Regions from separate parts of the Rattus norvegicus genome. Here region 1 is linked to region 2. The links are chromatin contacts, called in public Hi-C maps. All regions are on one chromosome and are shown on one strand. The core of a region is the stretch at or near the end of the contact, and the rest is flanking DNA. Distances in the headings are between cores, read along the strand shown. Region 1 holds the start of Creb3l2 (cAMP responsive element binding protein 3-like 2). Region 2 overlaps Creb3l2 (cAMP responsive element binding protein 3-like 2).

Evidence for each region. A called contact is a pair of places that touch in the nucleus more often than the background predicts.
Region 1: a contact with region 2 is called in a Hi-C map of the A7r5 cell line, with 3 times the contacts expected there. The contact joins the promoter of Creb3l2 here to the enhancer-like site in region 2. A contact is called at or near these places in 2 of 12 Hi-C or Micro-C datasets (the A7r5 cell line and liver).

The regions. Positions count from the first base shown.
Region 1 is chr4:66,989,433-66,992,132 of GRCr8, reverse strand. It overlaps Creb3l2 (cAMP responsive element binding protein 3-like 2), which reads left to right and starts at 1,301. Exons shown (of 12, transcript NM_001012188.2): 1 at 1,301-1,751. The coding sequence starts at 1,650.
Region 2 is chr4:66,945,436-66,948,135 of GRCr8, reverse strand. The region is part of intron 1 of Creb3l2 (cAMP responsive element binding protein 3-like 2); the gene reads left to right. Among named protein-coding and RNA genes, the nearest start is that of Creb3l2, 44 kb to the left of the region's middle. Within about 2 kb of position 1,270, at least 20 of the 93 cell types and tissues checked have an H3K27ac peak or open chromatin away from gene starts, as enhancers often do. A contact at or near this core is called in the A7r5 cell line and liver, where this site is marked.

The sequences.
Region 1 (2,700 bases), core at 52-2,551, 44 kb before region 2:
TCATTTACATGAAGATGAAATGTTGCTCAAAGACAGTGTAAAGTTCTGAGACTTTTGAGTGTCCCCATACAGCAAAGCCATGCTTTAAGGAAGACACTATACTCTGTAGACCTGATACCTGACTGTTCCCTGTAAGAACCACCTGGAACCACAGCATTTCCCTTGTATGTAAAATGGCTAAGCTATAGCAGACTAGGGCTGTTTCTATAAAAGGAATCATCAAAAAGGAAAAAGAAAAATCATGTTGGGGGAAATTCCACAGAATGGGCCCTTTCTTCTCTAATGGGGTCAAGGCTTAGAACTCTTTCCCACCACTCACTTTGGGGTGCATTAAAACACTTGCTTTCCTCTAAGCCCCACTTCATCCACATGCCACACAAATGTCACCTCCCTGACCAGTATCTGAAATAGTATCCACCTGCCCATTCTCTCATTTTTTGCCTGACATTCCACTGGGAATAAAAGATCTGTGAACCAGGCACTAGTAGCATAACCCTGTAGTCCCTCCCAGCTCTCCGGGAAGCGAGGCAGGGAGATCAGGAGTTTAAGGCCAGCCTCAGCTGCACAGCAAGGTTGAGGACAGCCTGGGCTACCTACATTCTACCTTATCTCAAAAACAGAACAAATCAACAAAACTCTATGAATTAAAAAAAAAATCAGGCCACTGATTTAGGACTTGGCAAAGTGTGTCATTGGTTAATATCTGTTTAATAAAGCCCATAAAACTACATAAAAAGCAGGCAACGAGTGTGCTAGAACTGTGATAATTCAGAATTCTGTGCACGTGCGCCTTTTCATATATGTAGTGCATTTTTTAAAATCCAGAGTCAGGCGACCTAAACAGTTTGAAATGTGGACAGCGCTTCAATCTGCTTGGTTTCTCTGAGGAAATAAACTCGCGAAACAAAACTCCTTTAAGCGGAGACTCTTAGGGAGCACACTGGACGCGCACGCCCTCTCTTATAAAAATGTATTCTTGTCGCTATTTGATTGGTTGGCTCCGCCAGGTCCCCCTCGTTCATTGATCTATGTTCCAGTCTATCATTTCTAGACCCAAGCACCCTATTGGTCCGTTTCGACGCTCCGGCAGGAGGCGTTCCTCGATGACGTAAAAGAGCCTCTCCGCCCACATTCCGAGGTCTAGGCGGAGACTTCCCTCGACTCTGTCTCTGGGGGCGGGACATGGATGAGAGAGGGACTTTTGATACGGTATAGATGGCAAGACGCGCGTCCGATTGGTCACTGGCCTGGAAGGAGGTGGGGTCGCCTCTGGATCCAGGGGCAGAGCTCAAAAGCCCAAGGGAGTCTCAAAGTTTGTCTGGAACACTAGTGGGGAGTGGGCTTGTTGCGGGAGGACTTTCTTGGGATGAAAGCTGCCTTCTTGCCTTCCTTTTGGATGCACAGCCCGATTTAACCCCTGCACTTCCCGCCCGATCCCAGCAGTTTTGTCCTCCCCGGGGATTCACAGATCTCCGAGGACACGGGTCGTGGAGCCTTCGGCAGGGCTCTCGCGGGTTCCTGCTCCAGTGCATAAGTTCCACTCGCGCACACGCAAGTACCCGCGGAGAGAGGCGTCTCACCCGCCCGCGGCGGCTCTGCGTGGTCCCTTCCTGCCTCAGCATCCTCGGCCCTGCGCGGTGCCCACCGCCATGGAGGTGCTGGAGAGCGGGGAGCAGAGTGTCCTGCAGTGGGACCGCAAGCTGAGCGAGCTGTCAGAACCCGGAGAGACTGAGGCTCTCATGTACCACACGGTGAGGACCCGTGGTCCGGGCAAAGGGGGGCGGGGGTGAGGAGAAAAGTGGATTTTGTCACCAGCTGGGTCCTGGGAGGCAGCGTTTGGGAAGGGGCATGGCCATAACTAGAGGTCTGGTGAAAGGAGTTTTCTTCTATGAACACTTGAAGGTGCACAGCTGGGACCTTTAAACTTTCTTCCGAATAAATCACCCTTTGTATTCCAAAGCAGTTTATAGTGTTTTCCTATCAGTCGCACCATTTCCTATTGCTAACGGTACAGCAACGCTGGGAAGGGACGCGTTTTGAGAATAATGCCTCCACCCAGTTACATTGATTTTGGGGGGGGGGTATGCTAAGGTTTGTAACTAACACACACACACACACACACACACACACACACACACACACACCAAAATTTGGACAAGCTAATGTAATATTTTCTTCCCATATGGTTTTTTATCCCCACCCCACCCAGTTTCTTTACTTTCTTGTTTATATCTTTAAAATGTTCGTGAGTCTTAAAAGCCTTTCTTCCCCACACTGGAAGGCGGCTGCCTCACTTGGCTGCTTAGTCTGTGTAGCCGCGAACTCCTACCCCCCTTTTCAGGAGAAAGATCTCTGAGAAGTTTGGAAAATCTGAGGCATGTTTCTGAGAGGCTCTGGGGAAAGATGGGACAGCTCACGAGTTCTTTCCTGCAGAGACCTCTTTGGAGACTCAGCTGTCAGAAGCGTGAATCTTTTAAAGATGTCACTTTTAGCTTTTTTTGCAAGAGAAAATCCTGTTTGTAATAGCCAGTGCTTGTAATGTGGCTTTGTTCAGACCTCTTAGAAGGAGAGAGAGAGAGAGAGAAAGAGAGAGAGAGAGAGAGAGAGAGAGACAGAGAGAGAGAGAGACAGAGAGAGAGAGACAGAGAGAGAGACAGAGAGAGAGACAGAGAGAGAGACAGAGAGAGAGACAGAGAGAGA
Region 2 (2,700 bases), core at 21-2,520:
AGAGGGGTCGAGTGAGGCTGTATTTCAGAGCAGGGTCCCTCTGGAGCAGAGCATCCTGCCTCTGGGATCTGCTGACAGAGGAGGGCCAAGTGCTGGTGCTGAGGTAATCTGCAGCCTGTCTCCTCCTGGGCATCTGGGACTGTGGGGCGTACCAGGAAAGTAGAGGGCAAACCGGGGCAATGGATCACCCAACTCCCCAGCCTCCCTGCCTCTCCCCTCACTCATGGCCAAAGAAGGCAGAAACATTCCAGGCTCCTTTCTCAGGTTTAAGAATAACGTTCACCCCTGAGAGACCTGCAGAGCTCGTTCAAACCAAACGATCTTTTTTGAGAAAGCTCTCTCTTTCTCTCTATCTTTCTCTGTGTCTCTGTATCTCTGTTCCCCCCCGCCCCCCCGCCCCAGTCCTTGTCTTCTCTCCATCTCCCTCTGTCTGTTTCAATCTGTGGTGCTGGAGATCCAACAAATGTGGGACAGGTTTGTGAGTGCAGCGTTACAGGCACTAAACGATCCACTTTAAAACTAGGGGTGCTCCTCCACTTTAAAACTAGGGGTGCTCCTCCGACCTTTGGATGTAGGTGAGGCACCTGTGGGAACGTGACAGCCTGAGGGCTGCACCTGGCTCCTCCGTGTAAAACCTTCCCACCTGCTGAGTTTCCTGAAAGCAGTGAGCTGAAGACCTTTCAGGGAGAGCAGGCTCCGGAGAGATGATCCCTGCCTGCCGCCACTGCTGCTTCTACTGGGCAGCTGTTGACTTTCTGCAGGCCTGAAGGTTATCTGTAGTCGGCCAGTTATATCCTCAGTGCTGTGTAGCCTTTTCTTTTTAGGAAAAATAATACACAGTTAGGACAAGGTGTCGCTAAGTGCCAACTCCTAGAATCATTCAACACTGTGGCTCCATTTCAACCATCATCTTGCTTATCCATTCTATGTAAATATAACAGATACTGTTTAGCACCTCAGGGTCAAAGGGCAAACGCCTGGTTATCCTGTGGAGGCTGAAAATAGCAGAAGCCCCAGCAGAGGCCTCTTGGATGGGATCTTCTCTCTCTGTTTTTTTACCCCATGGCTCTCCAGAACAGCTTTGTTTTCTCTTTCTGCCTGCGTACAGACACACACACACACACACACACACACACACACACACACACACACCTACCTCTGTTTTTCCTCCTGATGAGGTTGCATGTCTGTGTGATATCTCTGGCTGGTGTGAAAAGTCTTGATGATGTTTTTCCACTCTGCAAAGGTCCTCTTTGTTGACTACCAGTGAAGACCTCTCCTTTCCTTGGTTGTCTGACCTCCAGCTGTTTATGAGCTAGTCTGCATCAACAGTTGCCTAGACACCATGTGAAAACAGGCTTGGATAAAGGCTTTTCCTTCCTTCCTTCTCTCCTTCCTTCCTTCCTTCCTTCCTTCCTTCCTTCCTTCCTTCCTTCCTTCTCTCCTTCCTTCCTTCCTTCCTTCCTTCCTTCCTTCCTTCCTTCCTTCCTTCCTATCACAGGTACATTCTGATTTAAGGTTGGTGTTAGAAGTAGCTCATTGTATATATCCTGGCCTTAAGGTACATGGAAGTCAAGCCAGAACCCCATACATGGGATACACCCTTGTGCCTGTTGTCAACATTCCAGGGTGGTCATGGATGACCCAAATCTTTCTCCTCCGCAACCCCATATTACCTTCCCTTCGTGGAGACTCTGTGTTGTAAATGGCCTTTTTAAAGAACATTAGCAAAACCAACAGAAAAATTTCAGACACCATTATTCATCCTCCAGTTACTCGGAGCTCAGCCAGGCTGGAGTGTGTGTGAAGAGAGAAGGCGGGTGCCCCAAGTTGGTCATGGTGCAGGAATGTGTTATGTGGAGTGGCCATTAATCAGCCCAGTGATGTGCAGGTTTTCAGCAGGGCAATGCTAGGAGCTGGTCCTCTTTTAAAAGCAATTACAGTGACTTAGAGGGACAAACTCCCTAGCCCTGAATTCTGCTACTTCCCAGGAAAAAATCATGATGGAGTCAGGAGACACCAATGGGCACACTTTTAAAAGTCTGAAACGACTGAAGGATTCTTAAGCTCCTGGGCAGGGAAATAAATGACTGTGGCCGGACCTGGGGTCAAAGGAGAAAGAGATGCCAGGAAACCATAGTGTTGGTAACGTCAGCAAATATTTACTGAGCACCTCCTACGTGGAGGATTTCCCTTTATAGGTGGGGTAGCGTCACTGTCAATCAGTCAACAAAGTAGGAGTCACATAAGAAAGTCCAGAACAGATAAACATTAATTTCAGATAATGACAAGAGCAAAGGTGGATACTAAAACAGGGTTTGGGGACCCCAGTGGAGGCATGGGTACCATCTTTTGGAGCTGACTTTTGATATGGGCAGCTGAGGGCCTGGGAAGGATTTGGAATCAGCAGCCAGGAGATGGGGAAGGAGGTGCCTTGTGGAGGAGATAGAAATCCAGATACAGAGGACGTGCAGAGCGTACACAACAAATCATCTCCAAGTTTCCCAGATGGCCTTAATTGACTTTTGGGGGGGGAAGCCTAGCATGGTATTAGTCACAGGATGGATAATAAGGATGTGTAGATTTTTCTCATAATCGCTTCTTGCTGTTTGGAGTGGTTATGTCCGACAAAGACATTGAGTTAGCAGAGGAGAGAAATGTGAAGATTCTCATAAGCCTCTCGTGCTAGCATTTTAATCA